Regions from separate parts of the Mus musculus genome. Here all the other regions are linked to region 1. The links are chromatin contacts, called in public promoter capture Hi-C maps. All regions are on one chromosome and are shown on one strand. The core of a region is the stretch at or near the end of the contact, and the rest is flanking DNA. Distances in the headings are between cores, read along the strand shown.

Region 1 (2,881 bases), core at 3-2,502:
TCTCCAAGTGTTACAAGATGCCAGTGACATTAAATGGTGAATAACCAGTTTCTGGCCATCTTTGTTTTGTTAAGAACTTTCAACCATTTATACTTCTACTCTGTTTTAGTACAGGCTTAATTTTCCATAAGTGAACTTACCCTACAAAGTGAGGAGACATTTCTAACAATTTACCTCAGAGTGTTTGCTTTTTTGGGAAAAAAAAAATTTTTTTAAATAACAACAGGATGCCAATATCTGATAGGCCAGGAAGTAAGAAGGCTGAAGCAGGAGAATCGTAAGCTCCAGGCCAGCGTAGGAAATACAGTGAGTCCTTTTAAAAAATAAAATCCTGCCGGCTTGGCATTTGTAGCTGTCCCATGTACAACTGCTGCAATGCGAGGGCAATATGATCACTTCATTGCAGCCTGTAATATAATAAATAACGTGAAGGCATTTACAAATTCAAACAGCTACTTATTACTAAGAAGATATTTACTTCACCGTTACGTTTCAATTTGACTATTATATTGATTTTTAGAAACTTTAATTTCATGTCAGGATATCACAAGAAAGTTGGTTTTTTTTTTTGTTTTGTTTTGTTTTTGTTTTTGTTTCTGTTATAGAAAGGACAGTGGCGTGAACTGGTGAAGACTCCCACAATTTAGCATTCCTGAGGCTGGCTGTTAAAGAGACCTCCTAAGTTATGTCCTGAATTCTAGACTCTCCTACAGATGTGAACGAGCGGGGTGACTCGGTCAGTGGAGGTGATGGCTGACTTGAGTTCGATCTTCAGGAACCACAAGGTGGAAGGAAAGAAGCCGCCTCAATAAATCGCAAGCATTTTCTGCCCGGATCTAGGCTGAGTTGCTCCAGACTTGGGGGTGCTAGAGGTCCCAACTGTTCTCACGCAGCTTCGCGCCCTGGTTCTTAACTACTTTTCCCCAAGGGAGGCTCCTGGCTCCACCGGGCCCCCTCTGCCCAGGGGGAACCCATGGGTCTCTTCACTGGATAACCGTGGGCCTGTTCTGTGGTCCGTGACACTTTGAGGAGACAGCCAGGTACCACGCCGGGCACAGGCAGCCGGGCAAGGGGGTGGGAGTGGGAGGTCTTGGGGTTTAGGGGTGCAGGTCAGTGGCGGCCGGCAGACTCACCGCTGTGTGGTCGATGTCGGCGTCCGACCTTTGGGCAGAAGGAGGCAGGTATTCGGCGTAGCGCAGCCCCTCTCTGGAGGTCACGCCGCCACCGGTAGCCATGGCACTGCAGGACTCCGAGGACGCACTGAGTTGTCTACGGGGCGTCCGCGGGGACAAATTAGTGCGGACCGGTTAAGTTCGCGCTCTGAGTAGGTGTTCAGTTTTATTAGTGGAGACCTGGCTGCAGAGAATCTGGTTCTCATTCCATCTCCGATAAACTGACCCTGTCAAAGCCCGGGGTCAGACCCTTACAGAGCCTTGTTTGTTTGTTTGTGCCACCCTCCACTATAACAACCAAGCCTGAAGAGGCGGGGCCTTCTTAGGTCTACCTTGAGTTTCCTCTAAAACCAGGCAGGGAGAGATTCCAAAGTACCGCGATGGTGCCTGGGAATAGAAACAAGGCCAGGGAGGGCTTCCTTGCTTGACCTTCCCAACTAGAAATGAATGTGATTTCACATGTTAGTGAAATCACTGGGAAGATACTGATGATCCACTAACTTGCGCTCACAGCAAATGATTTTGACTAATTTGAATACATAAAGACTTAACTTCATTATTAATGTTTAGGTCAAGCTTTCTCGAACAGATATTAGGCAATAACTGAAGCTAATACGCTTTCTAACCCCTGTACCAAGTTGGCTGCTGTTTTACCCTTTATACACTTTGCAATCCAGCCTACAAGAAGGTTTTTTTTTGTTTTGGGGTTTGGTTTTTTTGTTTTGTTTTGTTTTTTTACATTAAAAGTTGTAAGAACCTAGCTGGGCGTGATGGCGCACGCCTTTAATCCCAGCACCCAGGAGGCAGAGGCAGGCAGATTTCTGAGTTCGAGGCCAGCCTGGTCTACAAAGTGAGTTCCAGGACAGCCAGAGCTATACAGAGAAACCCTATCTTGAAAAACAAAACAAAACAAACCATACAAACAAACAAACAAAAAACCAGTTGTAAGAACCTATTAATTTATCCATATATTATTATTCTCATGCTTAGGGCCTGAAGGAATTTAGAATCAGGAAGGAAAGATTACATTAAACACCATGCTAGTACCATATACTAAAAGCACGAGCAAGCATGCTAGATTAGCTACAAATGAAAGCAAAATCAGTGTCAGAGTTCACAGAGAGAAACGAGAACAGCCACAAAGGCTTCCTTGGAGGCTCAGCCACTGATGTGGTCAGTAGGGAGCATGGGGTTTGTTTTAGTTAGAAGAAGAAAGGGGTCACAAATTCCACATGGAAATAAACACCAAGAATTGAGCCGGTGATATGTAATAATGTGTTAAAAATACTTCAGAACTCTTCAGAAACACGGCTTTATTACATAAATTACTTTATTAAGCCAATCCACAATTATTCGTGATCAAACCAAATGAATTGGATTGAAGCCTACATATCATGCATTCATCATCCATGTGTTCAGTGTATTCAATTTATTGAGCATATGTCAGGTCTTGGGTACAGTGCTGGGGGACTGTGCCTTTAGCATCAAGTAAACAAATAAGGTCTCCGAGTCCTTGGAGTTACAGTCTAAGGGAGGCTAATGATGTATCCTAGCAGCTGGACCCTAACAGTCATAGGCTGCTAGCCTGGAGCAAACAAGCAATTAGAGCAAGACAGGAGTGAGCCAGCTCTTTTTAGAACAGTGCACCTGCTCAAGAGCTGGGAAAAAGCTTCCAAAGTGGAAGCCAGGAGAAAAAGGGGGCTGGGGTG
Region 2 (3,209 bases), core at 259-2,758, 1.6 Mb after region 1:
CCTGAGTTTCAGGACAGCCAGGGCTATACAGAGAAACCCTGTCTTGAAAAACAAAAAAACAAACAAACAAACAAAAAGTTGGATCTAGGAGTCTAGCCATGGTACACACCTTTTTTGCCAGCACTTGGGAAGCAAAGCCAAGTAGATCTCTGTGGGCTGCGGGCTAGCCTGGTCTACAGAGTGAGTTGCTGTCTGGAAACCCTGTCTTGAAAAATCACCGCCCCCAACCCCCTTGCAAAAATAGTGGGCTCAAGGCTTTCAGCATAAGGTATATTACAGCTGCTCCCTTTGTATCTCACCAGGGAATAATGCTGTTCTCCTTCCTGTGGAGAACAGGAAAAACTACAATATTCCTTTTTAAGGGGCAGGTATTCCATAAACAAGATTATCCCACTCACTGTCCATTTCCTCAAAGTCCCCAGAAATAATTTGGCCTTAAAATCAAAGTCAGATTGATGAAAAGGAGAAGGCTATAGCTTTCATAAGAGGAATCAAACAAAAGAAACCTTTTTAGGTTTTGAAGAATAAAGAGCACTATACACGAAAGTGGCTTATACACACTAAAGTCAAAAAAACAACACATCACGTGAATATTTTAATAAAAATTTCATACAGGCCTATTGTCTGCTATCCAGCACTTGCAGTAATCACAGAATTTCTTTGGTTGTGACTTCCAGTAGTCGGCCCTGAAAAGATAAAAACAACTCTAAGCTTATCCAAAAATTGAAAGGAATTTTTACAGTTGTTAAAAAATGGGATATAAGGCTGTTTTCGGACTTCTGTCTTAGCAAAGCAGTTGTATTATTTATGTAAAGCTAAAGTCCGTGGAAAACTGCTCTCCGGTGAAGGTAAATCACACTGCACCGAGATGAAGAAGTCTCAAAGTATTTCTCTTTCCCGTGCCCTTCTAGCTAATTCATTCGTTCTGGGGACGCGAGGCTGGGAAAAGCCCCTGGACGTCTGAGGCCGCAGCGCCACCCCGGCCCCGGGCCCGGGCCCCGGCGGGCGGGCGGGGGCGGCACCCGAGTCCCCGGCTCCTGCCTAGAGGGCGGCCGCGTCTCCGAGAGAACCGGCCCCGCAGGTCGGGCGGCCCCGGGCGAGCGGAGGGGCGGGAGGAGGCCACTCGCGGGCGCCTGGCGGCGCAAGCCCGACCCGACCCGACCCGACTCACATGACGGCGGCAGCTCCGCGGGCAGCCCGCGATCCCGCTCACTGATGTCCGCCGGTGGCTCAAGCCAGGACCTCTCGGTCTCGGCGTCCCCCCCGGGTACGGCGTTTCCACGGGTGGACTACGGCGGCCGCGACGGCCCAACCCGCGCGCGCGGTTGTCACCGCCTCTTCCCCTCCCCCACGGGGCGGTACTCGCGGCGCCTGAGAGGTGGGGTCGGTATAAAGGGGTTGAGGTCACCCAGAAGGGACGAAAGCGCGACGGGACCGGAGCCGCGGGCCCCGAGCGTCCGACCCAGGCTCCATCCCGCGGTCCTCACGCCTCCCGGGATCCAGAACCTCCACTCCCGAGCTGGCTCGCAGCCGAGAGGCTCGATCGCCTCCCCCCAGCCCCGGCCGCACGCCGCCGTTCCCACAGCCGGCGCCGCCCTCGGCTTTGCCGGCTTGCCCGCCCGCTCTGTGACCGGGGAGCAGCCCGGGACCTGACGGCTGAGAAAGAAAGGCGCAGCCGCCCGTTCCGGGAGCGCACGGGGCGCCCGGCTTCGGCTCAGAACTTTCCAGGGGCGCGCACCGGCCCCGCTCCTCCCCCCCGCCACGCCCGCGCGCTCCGCCGGGCTCGTGCCCGCGCGTGGGGCAGCGGCCGCGGGGGCGGCTTCGGCGGCGCGAGTTGCAGCAGAGTGGCTGAGTGGTAGCGGCGCTGACGCTAGTCAGGTGGGTCACAGCAGTGCTTGTAGCAGCACTTCCCATATGGTCTAGCGGTTAGGATTCCTGGTTTTCACCCAGGCGGCCCGGGTTCGACTCCCGGTATGGGAACAGTGTCACTTTTTGCTCTAGTTGAGTTTACTTGCTTAGTGGCTCTGGCTGACTTCTGCAGCCGTGTTCGGGGTGAGTTTGGGAGCAGGCAGTGTAGTTGCTCCCGTGGATGGGAGCTTGGCTCTCGGAGGCCGGAGGAGCGCGGCGGCCGCTCTCGGGCCCGCTGCGAGAGGAGTTTCGCTTTCCCCGCGGCTGTACCCCGCCCTCAGCCCGTACTTTTCCAGGCGCTCGGGAGGTGATGATTAACTTGGGCCTCGCCTTATCTCCCCCCGCCCGGGTGCCCCCTCGGCCCACACCCTGCTCCGCCGCCCCCTTCCTACTCGGCGGGCCGGGGCGTGCCCGCTGCGCTCCAGTTACTGTCAACAGCGGCTGGAGACCACCCCGCTGCTCCCTATCGCCAGACCCCCGCCGATCCCTTGTCGCCGGCTGGGCTCTAGGACCCCCGCCGCGTGCACCCGAGCCCGGTCCACCGCTCCCCCCCCCCCCCAGCAACCCTCGCCTCAAGGCTTTTGCAGAATGTCTCTTATTTTCCTTCTAACTCCCCTTTCCTCTTCAAACACACGGCAAACTGCGGAGAAGAAAAATACCACTGGGATGAGATGTCTTGAAAGAACAGAGCCGGCTTTCCCGGAGGCTGTTTGGAGCGTCACTGATTTAAAAAAAAAAAAAAATCATGGGATGGAGGTGGAGCTTGGAAGACAGAAAATTAGCCCGGAGACTGGGGAGGGGATGTTACAACAAAGTTGCACTGTACTTTTAAATATAGAAGCCCTGTGTTTATTACAAAGAAGCGGCCCAGCTGTGTCAGCAGCCTGAGCGCCGTACACGAAACAAAAGCGTTATCATAAATGCAAGTTGAAATTAGAAAATTGGGGCAGCTGTAATGTTTAGTCTGTTGGGCCTTTGGGCACAAATAAGGAAAAACTGACTCCGGCGGATGAGTTTCTGGTCAAAACCATTACTGAGCAGAAGTTTTGGTTGTTTGTGTGTTCCCAACAATATTTTATAGCCTTAACTGGCACAGCTGAGTTTGAAAATAGCTGTTAATGTGATCTATGCGATTAGGGATTAATGAGCCTTTCCTCGTAAAAATTAAACCTAGAAAACTCCTTTAGCGAATATTTAAAACATTAACACAAGTCCTTATGCATGTCAGGTTCCCCACCCCCCACCTCCAGATGTTTTGAGGTGCCTGCTGAACAGCAGGCGCTTTAGGTAGGTGGGTAGTG
Region 3 (3,159 bases), core at 17-2,516, 1.3 Mb before region 1:
CCGGTGTGATGACTACACAGCCAGCTTTTCCCCTCAGTTAATCAAACCAACATAATTTCTTTGCTAAAAGGCATTGCCTCATCAAGTCTGCGTTTCCAGACAAACCCAAGCTTCGGCTGGACTTCCCCATAATCGTATGGGCTAATAGATTCCAGGCGCCTTTGCAAACCAGTTCTTCGCAACGATGCAAACCCACACAAGCCTTGGATGGTTCAAAGTCACAGGCCTGACATTTTCTGGAGCAGATAACTTGGTTTCCTAAAGGAAATCTCTGCACTTAAGGTACACAGTTTACTTAAGATTCCAGGGGTAAAGCTTTAATACACAGTCTGGGAGCAAAGAACCTCGGGCACTAAGCTGGTCGCTACAGTTACAGCATCATAATGCGCCAGAATCCATACGGTGAATTATAGGCAGTAACGATGCACTCAGCTTTGGCTGAGGCGGCTTCAGTTTGCAAGAGAAAGAGGAGGGTGAAGAGAAATGTAGCTCGGAATCTCACGCCCTACTTTTATACCATATATATAATATATATGTACACACACACACACACACACACACACACACACACACACACAGGGAGAAGAGACAGACGATCACAAAAAGGGTGGAAAGAAAAATCTTAGCATGGGGGTGGGGAGAGAGTCCAGGGGCGGAGCCTGGAAGCTGTGGATAAGTGGCATTCTATCATTCGTTCATCCTTTCGTTCATTCATTCACTTAGTAGGCTCCCAGCCCAGTTGGCTTCACTGGCCCCTAAGATGCAGCTTTTAGCCTTTTTCAAGGACGATGGCTCCTTCTCTTGGGGAGTCTCCACCAACCAGAGCCCTCTCCGCCCACGAGAAAGCAGAGCAGTCTGCGCCCCCCAGAGCCCCGCTGGGTCCCCCAGCCTGCGGGACCCCGGAGGAGGGGCCGGGAGGCCTGGCTCCGAGCCCACGGCCCGCCCGCCCCGCCCCGCTCCGCCCCGCGGGTCCTGCCAGCTCGGCCCGGCCGGCGCCGCCCCCGCCTTACCAGGGTTTTGGCTACGTTTCCCCTCTGGGTGATGTTTTTGCTGTGCTTCTCGTTAGCCATCCGGATCCGCTGTTTGGCCACCATGGCTTGGGCGCTTGGGGATGCTCTCGACTCCCACCTGCAACGATGGCCGGGGTGAGCCGTAGCCGCAGCGCCCCGCGGCTTGCCCGGGCGCTGCAGGTGGCAAGGCACGGCCGAGCCCCGCGCACCCCGCTCCCGGAGCCCCAGCCAGCCGGCTCCAGAGAGAGGCCAGCGCGCGGACGGAAGTAATCTCTCATCTCAGGAAACCCTCTCCGACTTCCTCGCCATCCTTCCGGTCCCCCCAGCTACCTACCCTGCGCGGCCACCGAGGCAGGAGGCGGGAAGCGAGAGGCGGGCGCTGACACAGCGCCGCGCGCCAAGCCCAAGGGCACCGTGGCCCGGGGTGTCCGGGTCCTGAGATCGAACGCTGCGGGGCATAGGGTTCGGGCGACCCGGCGTTTGTGCGTGCGTGGGGGGTGGGGACGCAGCCGCACCCAGCCTGGTGACCTCTGACTGTTTCCTGACCACCTCGGGACAGGCAGGGATTGGGGCGCTGGTGCTTCAAGCTGAAGGCTAGACCCTAGGCATCGAGCGCTGAGTCTCAGAGCTGAGCCTGGCCAGGTTTGGGTAGTACTGTTGGGAAACACCCCAAAAGAACCTGCCCTTTAGGTGTCTGAGGAAACCCCACTTGGCAAGTTGGGTTGTGCAAAAAGAGACCCTTTGTGACATGGGACGAAGAGCCAAGAAGCCTCTTTCTGGTCCCTGAAAAATGTGGATGAGGGTGGAGTTGGACCAGACCTCACCTTGGCAGTGGTGGTCATCACACTAGCAGATTGCCCCAGAAACCACTGAGTGCATAGAGGGCAAAGGGTTCATGAGCCTACAGTACAGGAAGAATGGATGGCCACTGCCCATAACCAAAGTGTTGACCAGGCTTGGACTCTTATCCCCCACTGCCCCACCACCACTACTGTCTTGGGGCATCTTGGACCTTCAGGCATCCCTGTTCTATGGGGTACTAAGTGTGAGCTCCCAGACAGCATTGGGAGTTTCTCTGCAGTGAAAGGACAAAAATCAATATTTGAATATCCAGATGCTGACCCCGAGATTTAGCTAGGGGAGGAGTGGGGGCTGAACCGCTTATCTTTCCTCAACAAATATGGCTCCTTGGAGCTCAGGAGGGACATCTGGAGAAGTGGGAAGAGGTGGTCCAGGGTTAGGACAATACAAAATAGCACTCAAGGGTAAGGAGTGAGAGCTGTGTAGACCAGATATGTCGGATGCATCTCTGATCCTATCTATCTGTGCCTGGAGGATGCTTCAATAGGCTCTGGTATGGGTAGAATTTCTTATGTGGGTAGAAAGCTAGGAAGAGCTCTTTAGGATACGGTTTATCTTAGAGTTTCTGTTGGGATGAAACTCAAGCAGGGCAGAAACCTGGAAGCAGGAGCTGATGCAGAGGCTGTGGAGGGTGCTGCTGACTGGCTTACTTTTTCTGGCTTGCTCAACCTGCTTTCTAATAGAATCTGGGCCCACCTGCTCAGGGATGGCACCACCCACAATGGGCTGGGGCCTCCCCTTCAATCTGTAATTAAGAATATGCCTTACAGCTGGAGCTCATAGTCTCATTTCTCAACGGAGGCTCCTTCCACTCTGAAGACTCCAGCTTGGGTCAAGTTAGACAAAACCAGCCAATATACCCTTCTATCAACTGGTTAGAAATCTCTTCACTTGAATGAGCAGCTACTGGCTTCATTAACAGTATGAGCAGCCACCAACATCACAGGACCACTTAAGTCTGACCTATTCTGGTCCCTGATTTTAAGGACCACTGTGGGGAGCGGTGCGGCTGCAGGACCCGTGAAACCCACTTGTTTACTGCCTTGCCAGAGCATGCACAGTGAGGCTGCATGCGTGGGCTGCCTGCCAGGCTGGACTGTTCCTTGTGGTCAGGACCTGTCAGCCTATCTGTGAACGACCTGAGCTCGTGCCTGGAGCGTGTGTGAATTCTGATTGGATGAGGTGGGGTGGAGCTAGAAGGAGGTGAGTCTGTGCAAATAGTGAAGAGAGGAGTTTTAGCCCTTGCCGTGAGTAGAAGTACTAGAAGAGAAGCTGTTGTAATAGGAGT
Region 4 (3,242 bases), core at 298-2,797, 1.5 Mb after region 1:
TGACTATTGAGGTTCACTTGATAATTAACAAAGACAGTGGGCTATAAGCAGAAGAAACTACTGAGGAAGAGTACAAGTGTTCTTTAACTAATCCTGATCTTTGTCAGCTACCAAAGGAGTGAACACTTCTGACATTTATTTGCCACACACGCTTCTCTACTAACTGTACCAAACTGAGATTTGAAACATTATCATCCCAAGGCTAGATGTGGTATCCAGAACTGTAATCCCATCACCCTCCAGGCAAAAGCAGATGAGTTCAAGGTTATTTTTGGCCAACCTGAAATATATGGCCATCTCAAAAAAAAAAAAAAAAAAAGAAAGAAAGAAAAAGAAAAAAAAAGAAAAAAAAAAAAGAAAAAAAGTAGTCCCCTAGTCCACTTGTATCATTGTTAACATTCTCAATGCTACATGTCAAGCTTCTGTTGGCTTGAGCCAGTACTAAGTGTAACATTTTGTCAGGTGATGGCAACAAAGTATTAAGATCAGTGTTTCCTTACTCAACAGCTAACGCTATTCAGCCACGTGCTCTCAATACAAATTCACCCTGAAATCTAAAAGCTTGCCCAGCAAGTAGCACATTCTCAAATTAAAAGGGCAGCTTAGAACATACCGCTATTAACTCATTTTCTTTTCTAAATCTTTAAGAGCCCCGCAACATACAGAGAAGAAGCGTGTCACCTCTCTCCTCCCTGAAAGGATATAACCTGGTCAAGGTGCCAAGGTGGCAGATATGCTGGCACACTCCCCAGAGAAAACTTCTTGTCTGGGCACAGTGGCAAATGCCTTGAATCCCAGCACTCGAGAGGCAAAAAAAAAAAAAGCAGCTCTAAAATCTAGGCTAGCTTTGTCTGCATAGAGAGATCCAGGCCAGCCAGGGCTACAGAGTGAGCATGTCTTAAGTAAACTTTAAAAACGTAAAACCGAACCTCGTTTAGCTGGGCATGGGTCTAACATGACCAAGGCAACTTGTTATTAATCATCATTATTACTATTCTTATTCAGGCTTCAAAGCCACGTAAAGGGTCTCAAGCACAAAGCCCTTCTCCGCAGCTTTCATCACGAGGACGAGTTAGAAGCAAGTTTCTGGCAAATCACTTCCAAAACCGGGCCCGCACAAACATGCAAACTCTCCCGCACAGAGGCATGGGCTCCCGAGGATCGCGGGCTCCATGTTCCCGTACCCCGCAAGCAGCGGTGCTTGGCCCAGCCTGGACCCGAAGCAGCTCGGACTACTCCGAGGGGAGGACTGCAGGGACCCGCTGAGCCCGGCGCCGGGGTTCCGGCGACTCGGCCGGGGAACTTTCTGGAAAGCTCCCGCAGTGGGGAGCTCCAGAGTCAGGGAGGGAGCGCCGCGGGGGAACGGAAGGAGAAGCGGCCGGAGGAGAGCCCGGCTCGGTGGGAAAGAAAGCGCGCAGGGGTCGGGCGGGCCACCGCTCACCAGCACGCGCTTGAAGAGGGCGCTCTCCTTGGCGGGCAGCTGCACGCAGGGCATCGTGGCGGCGATGGGGAGGCCTGCTCGAGCGACCAGCCAGGACCCGGGCCGCGGGTTACCTCGGCGGGATGCCACGGGAAGCGGAACACAGCGCACTCCAGTGGGCGGCCCGGGAGGGAAGCCCGCGCGCGCCAAGATGGCGACCAGGGCTCGCCCCGCCCCCCCGCGGGGTGCGCATGCGCAGTCTCGCGGCCAAGAGAAAGACTAGACTCTTCTCACCCGGGAGGTCTCCGGGTCGGTGCAGGGCTGTGGCTCCTGTCACGTCTTAAGCGCCTAGTCATTTACTCGCCCTAATCTCTGGACTGTTCGTCTCACGCTGGTTATTAGGCTTCTGTCCTAGATGATGTAAAACTGTTTTCCGAGTTAACTTTTATTCTTTTGTGCAGTGGAAACCCTGCTTAATACCACGAACACTCTTGGTTTAGAATCCATTTGTCCTTCCTTTTCTTGCTGTTTTTAAAAGGACTCTTAAAAAGAAGCCTTAAACCGGGCGGTGGTGGCGCACGCCTTTAATCGCCTTTAATCCCAGCACTAGTTCTGAGTTCGAGGCCAGCCTGGTCTACAGAGTGAGTTCCAGGACAGTCAGGGCTATACAGAGAAACCCTGTTTCGAAAAACAAAAAACAACAACAAAAAAAGAAGCCTTATCTTTTCATTGCATATGAAAGTAGTGATCAGACCTTGAAATGATGGAACTGGCGAGACAGCCCCTTTAGGCAAAGGATAGGAAGGAGAAAAAAAAAAAAAAGTCTCAGCCGCGAGGGAACCCAACATTTTCAGTAATAATTGCAGAATTTTTACAGATCTACTGATCCTCGAGTCTACTGCCTCTTTCACCACATAGACTACCCAATAATGGGAAAAACAGGATACAATCCTAGAATGTTTCAGGGATGACTTCTCCAAAAAAATGAAACATACTAACAACACGCAAGAACATACAGATAGACATCTGTGACAAGAAGGATCACATACCAGATGTTGGTGTAGTATTAAAAGGTGTGTGTAAACATATGTATATAAACATATAAATTCTGAATCCTAATTTCTGCACGTGCCTGTAGTAATAGTACTGGAAAATCAAGGGCAAGAGGATTACAAGTTCAAAGCCAGGCTAGGCTATGTAGTGAGAGCCTTTTTTTTTTTTTTTTTTTTAAGGGGACGGAAGAAGCTACAGGAATCGGGAAATGGCACATCCTATAAAGTTCATTCTCCAGAACCCTTTTGCTTGTTTTGTTTTTCAGAGACAGGGTTTCTCTGTGTACCCTTCGCTGTCCTGGAACTCACTCTGTAGACCAGGCTAACCTCAAACTCAGAAATCTGCCTACCTCTGCCTCCCTAAAGCTGGGATCAAAGGCGTGCGCCACCACTGTCTAACATGGAAGGTGACTCAAGATAGGGTTGCCCGTGTCAATCACTTGCCAGAGATAACTATAGGTAATAATTCTACATAAGACACCACATTGACAGATGCAATGTTTGCTTTCAGGTGAACTTCATCCTATGCCCCCCACTCCGTCCCCTATGTTTGAGAGGGTTTGATCTTCTTTTGTTTTGTTTTGTTTTGTTTTGTCTTGAGAGAGGGTTTCTCTGTCTAGCCTTGGCTGTCCTGAAAATTGCTCTGTAGACCAGGCTGGACCCAAACTTTTAGAGATCTGCCTGCCTCTGCCTCCCAAGTGCTGGGATTAAAGGCATGTGCCACGGATGCTTGGCCTGAAACAACATTTTTGTTTCTTGAGTTTTTTTTT
Region 5 (3,117 bases), core at 458-2,957, 1.7 Mb after region 1:
CAAGGTGTCTGCAATAAATGCATCCAAGAAGGAAGTCACACCCAGCCATGCAAAGAACTGCAAACGGAACAAAACTAACATTTCCTTTAAAGACATTATGCAGAAGACACTCCTCATCGTTATGCATCTGTTCTTTTACAGTCTAGTTTCTGCAGGGTTCACAGAAACGGAAAACAACCTTGAATGGAAAGATCCAAAACGATGCTCTCTACCTTCCCTTACAGATCTGCTTAGCTTCAGTTTAGTTGAGCTAATTTGATCTTCTCAGTACTTACTAAAACCTGAAACCTGCACCTCTTTGAGTTTAGTGGCCAGCTGGCCCTGGTCTGCCTCAAGTGTCTCTCCCACCTACTTCTCCTTTCCCACAAGTGGATTCAGATTCCTTTCTGGGACCTGTTATCTTCTATCAGCCCTTCCCCGCCCCGGCTCGACCCCCCCCCCCCTTCAAACAACCCATTTACAATACAGATGGGATATACCTACAGGTGGCAAATGTGTTACACTTTAAACTTTGTAGTATTCCACACTTCCATCTCTTGATGACCCCATACATACTTAAATCTTTGTAACCTCCGTTTCTCCATCTTGAATATGGGCTCAAGTTTCTCTGTATTTTCAAACGTCCTCCCACCGTTATTTTTTGCATCTGCAAGGGGTGATTGATTGGTAGGTTGAGGTTGTAACAAAAAATTATAATACCCACGATAGCTAGCAAGCACAACTAGGCGTTTGGCCAGTATGGAAAACGTGCTAGAAAAGTGGGGAAGACAAAACTTAGGTCTTTTAAAGTTAGAACTCAGAAAAGTGGGCGAGTTTAACAGTGGGGATATGTACACAAATGCCTGAACTGTAATTTCTTTTTCTTCGTGGACTGTCATGTTTCCAGACTGAGGTCTTATATATATCTTGTTTGAGGAAGCCAACGACCACTTCAATCATTTCACCTACTAAAACAGACTTGGTAAAACGAGTTACTGAGCGTTATCAAGAGCTTTTAAATCAAGTTTGGTGAACCTATAACTGCCACTCCCTCCTGTTGCCCCTTACCACTCAGTTTCAAAGAATTCGCAGGAAACTTCCTAGTGTGATGTTTGGCTCTAAGGACGGCGGGGGACGGGGGGCTTACTGGTTACTTAGAACACAAAGCAGCAATAAGACCATTAGCTATAGGTCACTTTCATCCACGCGGTGCTTGTGAAACAGGCTTTTCTTGGTTTGGAAAGCCGACTTAGGAAGGAAGCTTGGGGTGTGGAGCTCTGGCATCTGGCAGGCCCTCCGGAAAACTCCGTCCTCCATGCCGGTAACGTGACTTCCGGCGAGCCAGGCCGTCCGGGTTCTCCACGGAGAGAGTCATGCGAACTGATGCGCCATCCCGGGCTCTGCTGCCGGAAAAGACCTGGCTGCCACGAGTGACGTCACGCACAACTTGGCCGCCGGCGGTAGCCATGATGAAAACCGGAGTAAACGGAGCTTAACGTGACACTCCTTAGCGAAGCCAGAACTACCTCCCGACGGATCCCCAGTACCTTACAGTGGGCTCCGAGACAATATTTCAAAGCTTACAAGCCATGCCGGATCCCCCACGGGCGTACGGCGGGGCGCGGGACTCACGGCCACGCCCTCGGGGCGGGGGCTTGGCTGCGTCACGGGTAGGGGCGGGGCCGGAGAGCGTTTCCTCCTCTTTCCCAGCCGGCCCCGCGCCTACCTGCCCACCCTTCGCCTCCTTTTCCGCGGCTGCATGCTGCGCGACCGCTGATTGGCTACGGAGGACGGAAGCTCAGTTGGGGTTTCTTTAGAAGTTTTCCCTTCCTGGGCGGCGGCGGAGCTGGTAACCAAGGTAGAAACGCTCAGGCAGAAGCTTTCTTGACTCCTAGGGATGGCGGCAGCTGCAGCAGGACCTGCATCGTCCCAGCGGTGCGTGATTTTCTTCACCTTTGCTGTTTGTCTTTCTATTCTTTCCTTGATTAGAGAGACCTGCTGAAGTCGTTGTTTTCTTGGCAGGCTTTTCCAGAGCTTCTCAGATGCTCTGATCGACGGGGATCCCCAGGCAGCATTAGAGGTGAGTGAGCTCACTGGGACTGTTGGGTCCCTACAGACCCCTCCTCTTCCCGGCATTACCTTCGTGGGAGCAAAGCTACAATGTATCTAAGTCCCAAAATTAAGATACTTAATCTCTTTGTCTCCTTAATACCTTTGCCATAGATCTTGCCCTTCCTCTCCACAAGCTCCCGATGAGGGCACCTCCCTCCCATTTATTTCTTGGAAACATAGTTACTGTCTGTGGTTGCACTTATAATGGCATTTATGATCAAGGAAAAGGCGAAAATAGGGCTTGATGTATCAATTTTTTACTTTAACAGTTATGTTTGCCCTTATATGTCAGGTACTGTTAAGTGTCCTTAATTAAATTTACTAAAGAACATTTTCCCTCTGTGCCTTCCACTTTACAGATGACTGTGGTTGTTCTTTATACAGTTGTTTATAAAACCGCGCTTTTTATCTAGGCTGGCCTTAAACTTTGGATCCTGCGAGTTCTTGGGATGTATCAGTAAATAAACCCTGCCTACATTTTAGTATTATATGATTTGCTTTTGGGCCATTTCAGGTGAAGTCTAGAACAAACTAGCTTTGTACGGATGTTTCTTAGGAGCGCTGGCTGGACTCCAGAGAGTTATCGGCACATGTCAAGTATGGTGGTACAGGCCTGTAATCCTGGTACTCAGGCGGTGAATGCCCTAGGGTCAGAAATTCAAGGTCATCCTCAGCTACTTTGTGAGTTGAGGCTAGCCTGGGATGTGTGAAATTCTTCCCGACACTTCAGAGCTCCCCCGCTGGAAAAAAGGAAACATTTTTATGTTTTGAGCCTTAGAGAAATCACTTTTGTAGAGACTAGCAGACTAGGATAGCTACATTGTTGTTTTAATGTTACAAGCTCCGCTTTGTATTCTTAGGTCTACAGAGTGATCATGAGGTTTGATAGCGCGGTATTAGAGAGCCTGCTGGTGTTGGCGCACACCTTTAATCCCAGTGCTTGGGCGGCAGAAGCAGGTGGATCTCTTGAGTTTGAGGCCCACCTGGTCTACCATGAGAGTTCCAGTATGGCCAGAATTACACAGA
Region 6 (3,154 bases), core at 64-2,563, 1.9 Mb before region 1:
TGGTTTTTCGAGACAGGGTTTCTCTGTATAGCTCTGGCTGTCCTGGAACTCACTCACCTGCCTCTCCCTCCCGAGTGCTGGAATTAAAGGCGTGTGCCTTTTCAATTTCTTATATTCATCACATATTGGAAAAGTAATATGTGCCAAACACTAATCAAAGTGCAAAGAAAGTGACTTGGGGGTAGGGGCATCAACAATAGATACAGACAGGTACAAAGGAGCACTAGAAACTGTTCAGGGGTTTGAAGAACTTAACATAGTCTGCTGTGCTGGCAAACGACGAGAGCTGTTTCAGAGAAAAGGACAGGAAGAAACACTTTGTCTTGATGAGAACTCAGCCATGGACTTAAAACACTCATTACAAAGATAAACCATTTAAAAAACAAGTTTGGGAAACTTTCATGATCCCATTTAAATATGGTTTTTCAGAATGAGATTCCCCACAGAGCCTCCCACCCCATATAAAAAAAAGTGACCCGAATAGATGGCGACCACTGGGGCAAACGAGGTCTGCCGCATGACCACTTAAAACATTTACTGCTGGTTGGTTTCATGAATCCTAAACTCGCTCTTTAAAAACACGAAGTCAACAACTTCTCTTTGAATTCAGAACTTCTAGGTCTTTCGAAGGCTCCAATTGAATTACCAACCCAGGCAACACTAGCCGTGTAAAGCGACAGGAGTCTACATGGCGAGTTCCAGGCTAGCCAAGTCTACACAGAGAGATTGTTTCAAAACAACAGAGTACACAGGGACCAGCTCCACTTTGTGGTCCAGAAAACTGTACGGAATATCTATTCAAGTAATTTATACACGTTCATAACTAAAGTTAACCTTACCAAAAAGAAAACCGCAAGGACTTTTCCGACCTGGGGTAAATGTACTGCCCACTCGGGGACCACCGGGTCAGGACTCCAGGAAGGCCAGGTCTTGGCGGTAAAGAGAGTTAGTTCCATGGTGGGCGGATGAAATTGAGAGACGGCCTGAAAGACGCCCTGTGTCCCCTAAAGTAACTTCTCCAACCTGCAAACGGACGCAACAGCGACCCGCTTCTCAGAACAGCGGTGGCCCGAGCAAGACGGACCCAGAACTTTCGGAAGCGCCCCGCGGGGCTCGCGTCTCACTCACCTTGACCAGCCACACGCCGGTGTTCTGTTTGGCGCCCGTCAGATCGAGTTCCCCGCGCTCCGCCATGAGCTTGTCGCGTGAGGAGGCGTGCAGTGCGCGCACAAGCAGTGGTCCCGGCGCTGAAAGGCAGAGAGCGACAGTCCAGAGCCGGCCAAGGGAGTAAGTAGACCGCGAAAAGCCGGCGTCGCACACAGCCCGGGAACCAGGAACTTAGATGAGAAGAACACGCCGCCGAATGAAGAACTGCGCCTGCGCACGACTACGTCAGGACAGCGCGCCGAGAGGGACAAACTTCCTGCTCCGGCAATTTCCTAGATGGGCGTGACTCCCGGCAACGTGCAATCTTGGGATTCGAGTGCTGGGAAAGGAAGAGCCTAATCCTGAACCGTGCGTTTACAGCAAAGGTGACAAAGTGGAAAGATTAAGGTTTAGACAGACAAAAGCTGTGTGTATTTATACCCAACCCTAGATAAAGAAGCTAGGCATTTTAAGGACAGACTTGGGGGTAAAAAAAGTCACTTTCTTGGCCCAATTAACATTGGCACAAGTGGGCACTAGAGTACAAGTGAGTATGCTGGACACATGCCTTTTCGAGGCATAAAAATCAATTCACACCGTGCAAGCAGCATACACTCTTTCAGACGCCGAAACCTGAATGCCATCTAATTGAGTTGGTAAGACCCACCATGTAAGAAACAGATCTGATTATCCAACTGCCCTGCTTAAACAGTTTCCGGTTGCAGGATATTGGATCACATTATGAGCCCTGAGATTGTGAACTGGAAGAATCTGTTAATAACTGTGGCTCAGCCTTTGATCCTAGAACTTTCTGTTTACTGTAAACAAGTATAGGTAGCCTGGCTCACCCCTACCTAGCGCGCACATTAATCCAAGAGCTAAATAAAGTCAACCCTAGATCAGGCGGCAGAGCAAGTAGCCAGCTGACAAGAGAGTGAACATGAGCAAGAGAAAGGAGAGAGTTTGAGGTGAAGGGTATTTAAGAGTGCATGAAGGAGAAGGGGCTTTTCCTTCTGAGAAGTCGGTGGAGTGGGAAGGTCAGCTGAGTACTTTTTCTGCCTCTCAGAGTTAGCAGGCTTTCACCGCAGCTTCTAGCTCCTGAGTCTTCATTTGGTAATTTCCTCCCCCACTTGCCTTTGGAATGAAATTCTACCCTGTGCTTCAACTGAGTCCTTTGGGTTTGATCCTTCCTATACTCTCTGTTCCACACAGGATTCCACACCAAGCCCATCCACCTGCTTGAAGACTCCAGGACCTTCCTCTTACCATTTCAGAGCCTCTTTCAAACCAATTCCTGTGCCTTAGATGCCCTGCTTTCCCTGATCTTTACACTGGCCCTGTCCTTTGGCAAACTTCTACTTATAAACACAGACAAGTGGAAATGAAATAAAGACCACACAGAAAAGAGAGTCCCCCTAGATAAAGTTCTGTTTCCCCATATGATAGTGTGTGATGCTTAACGCTGTACCATGAGAGGCGTGTTTATCTTTGTTTTCTACACTACTGACTGAACTCCTAGACAAAAGTACTGTTTTTGCCCCAGATTTGCTGAAGCAGAATGGACAAATACAAAATAGTGTTTTATTCATTTTATATGCACAGCACCCAGCACAGTGTTTGACATACTGTGGGATGTCAGTAGGCTTTGGTTGAATGAACATTTGCTGAAGAGAAACAAGCAGTAAGGTATTGGAAGAATGGCAAGTAATTTATTGAATCACACACCAGAGCTATGCACAAAACTGCAGAGAGTCTATATCTGTGCAGCATAAGGGCTGGGAAAACTGTCAGGTCTCTGAGATCTGCTGGCAAAACTAATGTGATGGAAAAGACCAGGCACTCATTGGAAAGAAAAGTTGCATTCTCTTATAACAGCTTGGAAACAGGCCTAAAGTGTTAAAAGGTGAGCCTATGAGAAGTGCTTTAGTCTTGGTTCAAGTATATGTGAGAAGAACACAAAGGAGCCTGGCACACCCCAGGAATGGCTTTAAAGATAAAGTATTTACAT

What was found. Promoter capture Hi-C pulls out the DNA fragments that hold promoters and counts their contacts.
Region 2: a promoter capture Hi-C map of liver shows a contact between it and region 1, with 3 times the contacts expected there. The contact joins the promoter of Wbp4 here to the promoter of Dnajc15 in region 1. A contact is called at or near these places in 3 of 39 promoter capture datasets (liver and pre-B cells).
Region 3: a contact with region 1 is called in a promoter capture Hi-C map of liver, with 3 times the contacts expected there. The contact joins the promoter of Serp2 here to the promoter of Dnajc15 in region 1. A contact is called at or near these places in 3 of 39 promoter capture datasets (hippocampal neurons, liver and pre-B cells).
Region 4: a contact with region 1 is called in a promoter capture Hi-C map of liver, with 3 times the contacts expected there. The contact joins the promoter of Naa16 here to the promoter of Dnajc15 in region 1. A contact is called at or near these places in 2 of 39 promoter capture datasets (the C10 cell line and liver).
Region 5: a contact with region 1 is called in a promoter capture Hi-C map of pre-B cells, with 2.7 times the contacts expected there. The contact joins the promoter of Sugt1 here to the promoter of Dnajc15 in region 1. A contact is called at or near these places in 2 of 39 promoter capture datasets (the C10 cell line and pre-B cells) and 1 of 484 Hi-C or Micro-C datasets (B cells).
Region 6: a promoter capture Hi-C map of liver shows a contact between it and region 1, with 3 times the contacts expected there. The contact joins the promoter of Gtf2f2 here to the promoter of Dnajc15 in region 1. A contact is called at or near these places in 3 of 39 promoter capture datasets (liver and pre-B cells).

Annotation. Positions count from the first base shown.
Region 1 is chr14:77,873,665-77,876,545 of GRCm38.p6, forward strand. It overlaps Dnajc15 (DnaJ heat shock protein family (Hsp40) member C15), which reads right to left and starts at 1,253. Exons shown (of 6, transcript NM_025384.3): 1 at 1,134-1,253. The coding sequence starts at 1,235.
Region 2 is chr14:79,479,760-79,482,968 of GRCm38.p6, forward strand. It overlaps Wbp4 (WW domain binding protein 4), which reads right to left and starts at 1,509. Exons shown (of 10, transcript NM_018765.3): 1 at 1,172-1,509; 2 at 614-686. The coding sequence starts at 1,173. Elf1 (E74-like factor 1) reads left to right here and starts at 1,435. Exons shown (of 9, transcript NM_007920.4): 1 at 1,435-1,878. It overlaps n-TEttc4 (a tRNA gene), which reads left to right and starts at 1,909; the gene lies at 1,909-1,980.
Region 3 is chr14:76,555,421-76,558,579 of GRCm38.p6, forward strand. It overlaps Serp2 (stress-associated endoplasmic reticulum protein family member 2), which reads right to left and starts at 1,267. Exons shown (of 3, transcript NM_001160326.1): 1 at 1,011-1,267. The coding sequence starts at 1,094.
Region 4 is chr14:79,389,121-79,392,362 of GRCm38.p6, forward strand. Naa16 (N(alpha)-acetyltransferase 16, NatA auxiliary subunit) reads right to left here and starts at 1,548. Exons shown (of 20, transcript NM_025832.2): 1 at 1,442-1,548. The coding sequence starts at 1,495.
Region 5 is chr14:79,585,953-79,589,069 of GRCm38.p6, forward strand. It overlaps Sugt1 (SGT1, suppressor of G2 allele of SKP1 (S. cerevisiae)), which reads left to right and starts at 1,708. Exons shown (of 13, transcript NM_026474.6): 1 at 1,708-1,914; 2 at 2,002-2,059. The coding sequence starts at 1,877.
Region 6 is chr14:76,009,552-76,012,705 of GRCm38.p6, forward strand. Gtf2f2 (general transcription factor IIF, polypeptide 2) reads right to left here and starts at 1,314. Exons shown (of 8, transcript NM_026816.3): 1 at 1,129-1,314. The coding sequence starts at 1,194. Gm36429 (a long non-coding RNA gene) reads left to right here and starts at 1,195. Exons shown (of 2, transcript XR_383601.2): 1 at 1,195-1,532; 2 at 2,359-2,561.